Linked DNA regions of Gossypium arboreum: region 2 is linked to region 1. Evidence: chromatin contacts called from public Hi-C data. All regions are on one chromosome and are shown on one strand. Each heading gives the region's core, a stretch centred on a gene start, on an enhancer-like site or on the middle of the called end of the contact. The rest is flanking DNA. Distances are from core to core; before and after follow the strand shown.

The links. Hi-C and Micro-C count contacts between places; a contact is called where the count stands out from the background.
Region 2: a Hi-C map of leaf shows a contact between it and region 1, with 1.9 times the contacts expected there. The contact joins the promoter of LOC108457192 here to the promoter of LOC108484053 in region 1. A contact is called at or near these places in 2 of 5 Hi-C or Micro-C datasets (both in leaf).

Annotation. Positions count from the first base shown.
Region 1 is chr6:37,153,992-37,159,605 of ASM2569848v2, reverse strand. LOC108484053 (auxin response factor 3-like) reads left to right here and starts at 2,046. Exons shown (of 9, transcript XM_053030158.1): 1 at 2,046-3,061; 2 at 3,512-3,568; 3 at 3,852-4,022; 4 at 4,162-4,246; 5 at 4,389-4,479; 6 at 4,550-4,714; 7 at 5,363-5,614. The coding sequence starts at 2,765.
Region 2 is chr6:37,641,876-37,647,437 of ASM2569848v2, reverse strand. It overlaps LOC108457192, which reads right to left and starts at 2,693. Exons shown (of 8, transcript XM_017756102.2): 1 at 2,226-2,693; 2 at 1,949-2,152; 3 at 1,299-1,793; 4 at 1,065-1,175; 5 at 380-565. The coding sequence starts at 2,630. LOC108457193 (transcription elongation factor 1 homolog) reads left to right here and starts at 2,797. Exons shown (of 5, transcript XM_017756105.2): 1 at 2,797-2,939; 2 at 3,361-3,483; 3 at 3,708-3,778; 4 at 3,903-3,924; 5 at 4,028-4,364. The coding sequence starts at 3,371. The coding sequence ends at 4,145.

The DNA of each region.
Region 1 (5,614 bases), core at 797-3,296:
AACCCAATGAATGAGCTTAAATTTTTAGTTGAGCCCGATCTGAACCCAATTCGATCCGCCATGAACACCTTTAAGAAGGATATTCAAATGGAAAATTATACAATTTATATTAGAATTGTGAAAAGTAATAAAATTAGGTTTAGATAGAGAAGAAATAAGTTGGTCAATCAGTGTTGAGTTTGTTCATTGGGAAGGGGAGCATAATAAATACATCTTTATATGAGATAATATTATCTTTACATGAGAGAAAAAAAAATTCAAATTTTATTTTAAAACACTACAAGGGTGAACTTCAGATTTCAAGTGCCCAAAACCAAATTCTCTAGACATTCTTGATGAAATTTTCTGGACACAAATAATTTTCCTAAAGACTAATATATGATTGTAATTGTTAACCATTGACTAAACTAAGGCTTAATTAGCTTGAACTATATTGGTTTTATTTCACTTATGTATTTAAAGTATTTTTTTTGAAATATGGCTTAATTGTCTCATTTTATTTATAAAGTGTGTAACATCCAATAAAAATATGACACATGCCTTGTTTTTATTGGTTGACATAGTGTTTTAGTTTGAAAAAGATGAAATTGATAGTTTAGATACTACTTTTAACCCCTCAAAAATTTTTTTTACATAAATAGGAAAAGTTGTATAGTTTGAGAAGTGATTTTGCATTTAAGCCTTAAACTAAAGAGCTTCTTTCTTATTTTATGCATTCCGAATAAAATGGTATTGTTTGGATTCAAAATATTTTAGGTACCCCATAATCTCACAATCCCATATCATGTTACTGTATTTAAATATAAAGTATAATCTCAATACAACTTATCCCTTAAATTAAATTATCTAAGCGTAATATGAAAATTTGGACAAATTTACCATTTATTTATTTTATATTGGTTGGAGTTGTTATGCAGCCTAACAACAGTGTTTTTGTCTACTATTACAATTTTTTTCCGTGTTTGTTTGCAATTAAGGGTAGAGACTAATGGTTAAGTTTTTTTTTATTTAAAAATACTTTTAAAAATTTAATTTAAGAGTTAAATGTTTAGTATTGTTGTAAAAGAATATTTTAGAGAAATAAAATTTTTATTTTACACACGATATTGTGAAATAAAATATATATTTAAAAAATAAAGTTTAATTTCTTTAATATTATTATATTTTAGTAAAGGTATAAAAATATTTCATTATTAATATTTTGATATAAAATATAAATTTTAAATATATTTAAATAATTAATATTAATTATTTATAAAATTTAATTTAAATATATTATCTATATTTCAAATATTAAAATATAAATAATGATAAATCCAATATAAATATTATATACAATACATCATATTATAAATAAAAATTAAAAATATCATTTAACTCTGTTGGTAATCAACATTTTATTAAAATATGAGGAAAGTTTAGGTGCCTTAACTGACGCAAAACCCATTTTATTTACTTATTTTATAATAAATAATTTATATTTTAGGTGGTATCCCTTGTACCTGACGCGACACCACCTTTAACTACAATAAATATATTATTTTCATAATTAATTTAGAATTTACACTATTTTTAAAATTAATTATTTTTAATATTATTGTATTAAATTTCCTAAAATTGAAGTTTCAACTTAATGTTTGCACCTTAACATTGGGTCTTAAATTGACGCATAGACTAGTTTTATATATATATATATAACAGAGAATAGCTACGTATGAAGGGAATTCCTTTCATGATTAATACACAAAATCCCATATTGGTCAGCCATAATTACCTGCATCTCTCATTGCTTTTTATTCAAGAAAACAAACCACCATAATGGCCTACAAGACTCTGCATCAAAGTCAATACTTATGGCCAAGCAAGAATCATAGAAGAGGCGATCGATACTGTAATCCTTTATCATTAATATATAAATATATGGTTATTGCAACTTGGCAAGTTGGACAAATCCATGATTTATAGTTTGAAGTTGGAAAAAGTTTATCGCTTTAATGTTACTGTATAATTATGATCTCAAAATATTAAAATGTTAATTATTTGAAGCTGTAACATTTAAATATTAAAAATATTTGCAATTCTATCCCAAAGAAGTACCTCAAAAAGGGAGGTTTAATGGGGATAGAGATGAGTGAGATTTGGGCGAGTAGAAGGTGACAGAATGGACATCCGCCCGGAAATACAGGGAGCCGTACTGCAACACACTCAGCTTTCATTTTTATATTTTAAAATTATACACAATTAAAACTCTAAAACAAAGTTAAAACCCCACTTAATAAAAGCTCTTTCTTTCACCCTTCCTGCCACACATCACTCTCACCAGTGGCAGCATTTGCAGCAGCAGTAGTTGCAGTCATGCAGCACTGCTACTGCTTACCTTGCAGTCAAGAACCACCCCACCACCAAATATATATGTATATACAAACACCTTTACTATATCTATTTATTATAGATACTGAAGTTTTTTTTTTTTTTGTGTGTGTGTGTGTTTTAATTGTAATTTCCTAATTAATTAAAGGTAATAAAGAGGCTTGATTTGATTTGTTAGACAAAATAGACTAAAACCCATCACCCCTCTCTTTAAAAAAAAAAATTTGTGTTTTTTGAGGTCTTGACTTAATTTCTCTGTTCTTTTTGCAATGCCAAAAACCCATTTCTTTCTAAGCTCTGAAAATGCAGTCATGAAAAACCCTCTTCTTCATATCTCGCTACTTACCTTTTCCAGGAAAATCATTTCTTTCTAAGCTTATATTTTTAAATACCAATGGGGGGATTAATCGATCTGAACTCTACGGAAGACGATGAAACGCCATTATCTGGTTCTTTGTCTCCATCTTCATCTTCAGCTTCCGTGTTAAGTGCCCCTGGTTCTGGTTCTTCTGTTTGTTTAGAACTTTGGCATGCGTGTGCTGGTCCACTTATATCTTTGCCAAAGAGAGGAAATGTAGTGGTGTACTTCCCTCAAGGCCACTTGGAACAAGTTTCCGATTTTTCCGGTGTAGCTGCAGCTTATGATCTCCCTCCCCACGTGTTTTGTCTGGTTGTTGATGTCAAGCTCCATGTAAGCTATCTATACATGTGTTTTATAAACTGTCACTCCATCTTGTGTGTTCTATATATTATCTTTGTCTAATGAATGCGTTGTCGAGGTTTGGGGTTGTGGGAAAATTTTCCTTTTTCTGAGTTTGTATTCTCGAGGACTATTTCGAAGGGGAGAGCTTTAAAGTCCGTATTTTTTTTTGTGCTTTTATGGGTTTGGTTCTTCCATATTTTTTTTTTTGGGGGGGGGGGGGAGGGAGGGTGATTGCGTCTGGATTTGATGTAGTATTCCAGAGAATTGACTTTGTGAAATTGGTTTTATCATGTGAAATCGAGTGTTTCGAGTATTTGGAATTGATTTTATTTTTTACTTGATTTGTTTTCCCCGACAATGATAGGGGACAAAGGACAGTGGTGCAGTTGTTATTCTTAGAATGTGGATTTGCAATGAAATGTTTGTTCTTGTTGGCAGGCTGAGGGTGCCACAGATGAGGTTTACGCCCAAGTTTCATTGGTTCCTGAAACGGAGGTGGGTTTTATTCTAGCTCCTTGTTTTGCTTGGTTAATGGTTGCTTATAAAAGTAGTATGAACAGAAAATTATATTCAGTTTGGTCCATAGGCAATACCGTTATTCTGAATTAGAAATATTGTCCAAAGATCAGTTGAACTTAATTCTTACATTTGGTGTCATTTTGTTGGTTTGATGTGCTTGTTGCTTCTCGTTTCATTTTCAAGGTGCCATTTTTCTCTTGTTAACTCAATTTTTTTTGTGTAAATTACTAAATTATGCCTTTTGTAGCAATCTGAGCAGAAGTTGGAGGGAGGGAAGACTGAGGCAGATGGTGAAGAGGAGGATACTGAAACCAATATCAAGTCAACCACGCCCCATATGTTCTGCAAGACACTAACCGCTTCCGATACCAGCACGCATGGTGGCTTCTCTGTTCCTCGTCGAGCTGCCGAGGACTGCTTTCCTCCCTTGGTAATTTTCTTGCACTTTCTCCTTGTATTGTCTTTAACTTTTCATTGCTTATTTCAATGTATATTTACAACAGTTCATTATGTTTTTGTAAAGCAATCTTCAGTGTATCTTTTTGAGTTTAACTAGATTGGTATTGTAGGACTATAATCAGCAAAGGCCCTCACAAGAGCTTGTTGCGAAAGACCTGCATGGTTCTGAATGGAGATTTCGACACATCTATAGGGGTATGCACTAGTTATCGGGTGCATTTTAACGCAAAGTTCCACATTATGGATTTCCATTCTCAGAACAAAGGCATGTAGGTCAGAGCCTTGATTAGCTGTTCATTTCTCTATTTGCTGTTAAATATAGTTTTGGTTTGAGTAGGTCAACCACGGAGACATTTGCTGACTTCCGGATGGAGTGCATTTGTAAATAAGAAGAAGCTTGTCTCTGGAGATGCGGTGCTTTTTCTGAGGTTACAAATATTCCCTATGTGAAGTTCTAACTAATATCCTACAGGAGTTCTTATATGGTGTCCATGGCAGGGGTGAAGGTGGAGAACTGAGGCTTGGAATCCGAAGAGCTGCTCAAATTAAAGATGGCTCTTCTTTTCCATCATCTTGCAGCCAGCAGTTGAATTGCAGCAATTTTGCAGATGTGGTTCATGCTATTTCTATGAAAAGTGTATTCAGCATTTACTACAATCCAAGGTATGCCACTGCCCTATTTAGATACTTTACAAGCTATATTCTGAGGACGCAATTTGAAACTTCCAAGTGAACTTTTAGATTCTTTTTCCTTTTTGTGCTATGCTCTGGCCTTGTGGAGGTAAAAGGATTTGAAATGAGAGAATGATACATATACTATGTTTAAATTTATTAAATTTATTGCTTATATTTTTATGCAGCTTATGTGTACTTTGATATGCTCATAAAAACTTGGTCTAAACCTTGAAGTGGCTCATGGGGCTCGCATTTTCACTTGTTTTCTCAAGATTCTGTTCACTTAAAGCCTGAATCACACTGTATATTATTTGTATATCCTCTTAGTATCCCAAAATAATTTATGCATGATGCAGAAGTTTTGAGAAATCATCTTTAGTTTAGATATATAGTGTTCTATATACAAGTTGATATTATTTTTAGAAAATCTCCATAGGCTTAACTCTTGATTCTCATGTTAATTGCCATTTGTCCTATATCTCATTGGTGGTTAGTTCTTTGTGAGGAATGCGTGCATAATGTACTCTTAAGCTTCTTGTTTTCTTTAATTTGTATATTTTAGTTATTCTTGGGATCCTCCTCTACTGTCACTTTCTCGATGTGATCTTAAAGCTAAGATTTTCGATGATGTACTAGGGCCAGTTCATCGGACTTCATAATACCCGTGCATAAATTCTGGAAGTGTCTTGATCCCTCATTTTCTATTGGAATGAGGTTCAAAATGCAATTTGAAGCTGAAGATGCAGCAGAAAGAAGGTACAACCTTATTGAATCTCCAACTCTTGAGTTCAAATTATTTGATTTTCAGCCTAAAGAGGAGAGCAAAGACCTACTCTACCATGTGGTGAAGGCCTTAATTGATTTTTCTTGCAGACACTCAGGAGTAAT
Region 2 (5,562 bases), core at 1,444-3,943, 490 kb before region 1:
CGGGATGTGCCCTGATGGTTGTCTTAAAACTTTCTCTTTATGGCAGTTACTCTTCCTCCAAGTTTCTCCTCTGATGGTTAAGTTTGTTTAGCTACAAATACTTTTTCTTCTTGTTGCTAATATTTCTTCAACAAGATTCCTCTTCAGTCTATAAATGGTGCTCTAGAGTTATATATCAAATTCCTAAATCACATGAATCTTTGGCAGCAAAGAAAATACATGCAACACCACAAGGACAAATAGCATAGAAAATTCCTAGGGAAAACCAGTTTGCCTATTCTAATACTAGCATTAACAGAGCATGGATACAATAATAAATACACAGATATTACTGAAACTGAATTAGTACAAAGCCACAAAGAAACCAGTGTATTCCCACCTTTTCAGCATCTACAGATTGAATTGTTGTAGACTCAATAATTGATGATGGAGACCGAGATTTTCCAAGGTACTTCCCTCCTCTGCCTAGATAAGGAAAACTAAATAGACTGATACTACTGATGGTAATGAGAAGAATTCCACTTGCAATGATGGAAGATATTACTTTCAAGAAAGAAGAGTTCCTCTGTAAGAAATTGAAACAATTAGACAAAGACTAAGAACTTGATTCAATTCAAATACCAATACTTTTATCAGCCAGATCCTTCAAGTTCATAAAAGGCTAAACACCTTGAAAAGAAAAAGACCACAAAATAAGAGAAGAAAACAAAAAAATTTCAAATTAGTCAAATATAGCAAAGAGTTCATGGAATTCTAACAATTACTATTGAATATTCTCCAAGAGATAGTTTCAAACATCCTTGATATGTCTATCCAGTACTGGGTTTAACACTTCTCCAAGCATTATCAATAATCTTACACATACTTCCACAATAAAAAGCATTAAAACTTGTTTAATATTTGCTTAACTGATTTATTAAATTACAAATTATTTACAGTCACCTCCTATCTTAAAATTTCTAAACATCTAACATGCAGAGATCAGCCAATGCGCAAACAAAAGTATGATAAAACCAAACAACAATAAAGCTTCAAATTTTAACAATCAATATGCATTTTGATACCTTTGCTTTGGTCAAGCTGTTGTAATTGGCAACCATGCCACTGTGTAGTTGTTTCTTGGGCAGTGTGTAAACATCTTCATAGTACATATCTAATATATCAGCCAATCCAACCTACAAATTTTTATAAGCTAGCATCAAAAGAGAAGGATAGTATCTGCGAAATAATGCACAGTAATAAGCTAAATACAATATATAAAGAAAAAGATGAAACACCAAAGGGAAAGAATAAAGTACCATTTGGGAGTGTGTCAAAAGAACTTGCCACCTACTCCCGTTAGATTCTCTCCATCCTTCAAACTTTACATCCTTAAGTGTATTTGCATCTATTTCCAGCCGATAGGCAGGTATATACTCACTTGTCCAAGCACTAAACTCATGACCACCATTCTTTTCCAGCTTAGACTGCAAAGGATGAGTCCACCAATAGTTTTTCTGCCTCAGATCCATAGCATTGAAACTCTCTTTACTGGAATTAAAACTTTCAAGAAGATTCCTGGCATTTTCAACAATCTCATCTTCAAACACTTTATGTAAAACAACAGATGAATCTTTTGATACAATCCCTTTTGATTTCCGAAACCAGCGAAAGAAGTTTGAGGGAGTTTTTCCCAATAAATTTTCCAGGAAATGTTTTTCAGTGCTTTGTAAAGCTGAGATGCAAACTACTTCACCGAGCACAGAGATAACCCTTTCTTCTGATGACCGGAGAGTGAAAGAGGCCGGAACCTGCTGTTAGTAAATGCATAACAAGAGAACCGAACCTATCAGTATCAAGTGGAACCTGCAGAAAAAACATTAATTATGGCATTACACGGAAAAATCCGACATACAGATAACAAACTTGAACAGAATCCACAAAAATGAAATACCAGTGGTTATCTAACCTCTCTTGGATTTTCAAGATCTTCCATATCTCTTTCAGTTCCAGGTCGAAACAAAACCAGTTCGAAACTCCAAATCTTTTGCATAACCACTTGCCTAAAAGTCATAGCCAGTATGTTTTTTGATGATGTTCCGGCAAAAATATCTTCAGAAAATGACTTTTTCAGCTTTTGAGCTTTTTCTTTAACTTTCCTAGCCGGCAAAAACTGTTCCCAAAAAAATTAGATAAATATTTAACGGCTAATTTCCTATTTTGATAAAGGACGGGAATGAACGAACCAATCGTGTAGAAACGGTGGCGCTTTTAGCGGTTGGACCTGGGAAAACGGTTTCAATAACCATAGCGGGGATACCGGAGTCGACGTGCTCGGTGGCGGCTCGGCCTCCATCAGCAGCAGCAGCCGTCAAAGCCTGATCGAAGCTAACGGCCCCAACGAGTGTGAGGCGAGCGAGGTCGTTTTCGTAGGTTCGAACACAAGGGAGCGTGGTTCCATCGGAGTCCGCTATGAATTTTAGGGCTTCCTGTTCGGTGGATGGAGCCGACTTAGGAGAAGAACGGGAGAGGATAAGGAAGGGAATCTTGGGGTTGCGGAAGGGTAGCTTGGGGAAAGAAGTGAACTTTTGGGGGGAATGAGAGGGGAATTGGATGGAAAATGGACGGGAAAGTGAATGAGTGAAAGCCATTGATGATGAAAGCAGAGGGTTTTAGGGATTTTAGAAGGGTTTTTACTTTTTTTTCCTTTAATTTTTAGTTTTGAACGTTGAGGGCAGGCGCATGTTAGCTAGATGGACACGTGGGTTGACATTGGGCTAAATAGGTTGTAGGGTCTGGACAACTGTTTTCAAGAAAACGGTGTCGTTTAAACAGCCGTGCATTTAACTCTATAAATTAGAAAATCTAAATCCCTCTCTTCATTCTTCTACTACCTCTGCTTGGAAACGCATCGAAAAGTTAGGGTTTTCGCTCCTTACGATTATCGAGATCGTCCTTTTGTAAGTTCAATTATTCTACTTGATTCTTTATCGATGAGATTCGAGTTATATTCGTTAGCATTTTTTTTCTAAATAAAAATTTATTCTTTTTCTTCTCGCTTAGATTAATTTGGTGGATGTTTTGTCGGCCGGATTGATTAGCCTTTGAAATTTGCCTAATTCTTTTTTTTCTAATATTGCATAACCTTAAGAAGAAAAGAAAATCGAAGAACGAATTTAAATGCTTTTTGAGAAATTTGAGGGGAAAAAATATTGTGTTTTACCGCTTAAACTAAATATTTTTTTCCCGAAGGAAGAATGTCTAAAATAATTAGTTAGGGTTTGAATTGAAGAATCTGGTATTCTTTGAGAACTTTTTAAAAAAAACTTTGTAATTTCAGAAATTTTATGCTTATTTTACTTGTAATTTGAAATGTTGAAGGAATTGAAGTATGGGAAAGAGGAAATCAAGAGCAAAGCCTGCTCCTAAGAAGCGGATGGATAAGCTTGACACTGTGTTCAGCTGCCCCTTTTGTAACCATGGAACCAGTGTTGAGTGCCGCCTGTAAGTACAAACTTCTTATGCTTGTTTTTTGAGAAATTGTGCCCATATTGTGACCTAATAACTGAGATAATTTTGGTACAATGCTTCTTTTTCAACTTTCAATGGGTAAACATTGTTATCCATTTTTGTTTTTGATGAAAGATAAAAGGAAAAAGTTGTATTATGTCAATGGCGTTTGTATCATAAGAATTTACGAGAAAATATATTTTGCTTTTCTGTTCCAGTGATATGAAGAACTTGATTGGCGAAGCCTCTTGCAGAATATGCCAGGAAAGCTTTAGCACTGTTATAACAGGTACTTATGATACCAATACCTTGTGGCTGGTAAAGAACTTCAAATATTTTGCAAGTTGTGATGAAAGCTAAGTTGGCTGCCTTTTTATTGACTCATCCATGTTTCTTTGTTTATGTATTTGCAGCTTTGACTGAACCAATAGACATGTAAGTGCATATCAATGTGATTTTTAGTGTTTGCTCCGTCGCCTATCAGTGTGGAGTTTAGTCTTTACCTCACTCTCTTGCTTATATTCTTGTGACTTCTCAGATACAGTGAATGGATTGATGAATGTGAACGTGTTAACAACCTTGAAGAAGAGGACGATGGGGATCAGGATGAAGGTTATGTGCCTAGAAAACGGGTTTCGACATCTGAATGGGACTAGCAGTAGCGATGGATGTTTTAGTACTTACCAAGGCTGTAATTATGTTAGTTTTCTGTGGGGAGTAGTTGGTGTGCAAGTATGCATATCTTACAGCATCTTATGGTATGAATAGCCTAAATGATCCATTGTATGCTAAGCAAGAACTTCGTCAAATGGCTATCAGATACTCGTTTTGTGTTGTTATGTTGATTTAATGCAATTACGTGATCCTAATATGAATGATGCTGCACATGGTTTTACGCAAAGCTATCCGGTGTTATCATCGAAGAGCTAAAAGATTAACAGCTTGTTTGGTTGGCTGTAATAGCCGACCGGTTCCATGTCCATCCTAAGTGCTACAGGACGTTAGTTTGGTTGGCTGAATGCTATTCAGCAGTATAGCTCATTACAGGACTACTATTCCTCAAAGTTCCTGAATAGTCATCTTTTTACTTCATCATCTGAATAGCTATTCTAAGCAACTCAAAATAGATATTATTCTATTATTTCCATTTTAACCCAAAATCAAAAGGGAAAAGAAAAGAATTGGTAAGAACAAAAATCATTCAACACATCATCAAGAGAGAAATTTGCAGTAAATTGAAGAGAAACTTTGATTGAGTTAATTCACGGGTCATTGTAGGTGGGTATTCGATTGGTGGTGAATAAAATAGAAAAATAGTAATGAAAGCTACAAATAAGTTAGGTAGATCTGAATTTTTGTGATGAATTCTGGGAAAGCAAAACTAAGAGAGAAAAGAAAAAGAGAATCATATAATTATTTTGGATTGGTCACAACTAAAGTGGCGGTGGAGATAGCGATGATCGTTGTCAGAATCTGGAATTTAATAAAAGCTTTCTCCAAATAATGAACATTTGAGAAAGAGAATAAATTAAAGAAGGAAAAAGTAAAAAAAAACTTATATATTAATTAAAATTTATTATATTTATTTAATATTTTACCATTTTATTGAAGTACTATGAATATACATTTTACATATTGAATAATATAAATATATATTACATATTGAATAATAATTATATTAAAATATGATTAGATTATTTATTTATTTATTAAATTATATTTAATAATAATTTTATTAAAAATTAATAACAATAATCATCTATTTAAAATAATTTTTATTAAGAGTATTTTGGTAATTTTAGCTTTTTCTTTATGCAATTATAAATCTATTTTCTTCAATCAAACACAAGAATATAATTATAGTTTTATTTTATCTCATTCAACCAAATAATTGAATTAGTTATTATAGTTTTATTCTATCATAATTTTATTTTATTACAACTCTATTTTATTCAAATAAACCAAAAGTAATATAAAAGATTTTCACAGTAACAAGTAACATTGACATTAATATTATTTTTATAAATACCGTATCGTTCTTGCCAAATTTAAAATAATTTATAAGTTTCCAAA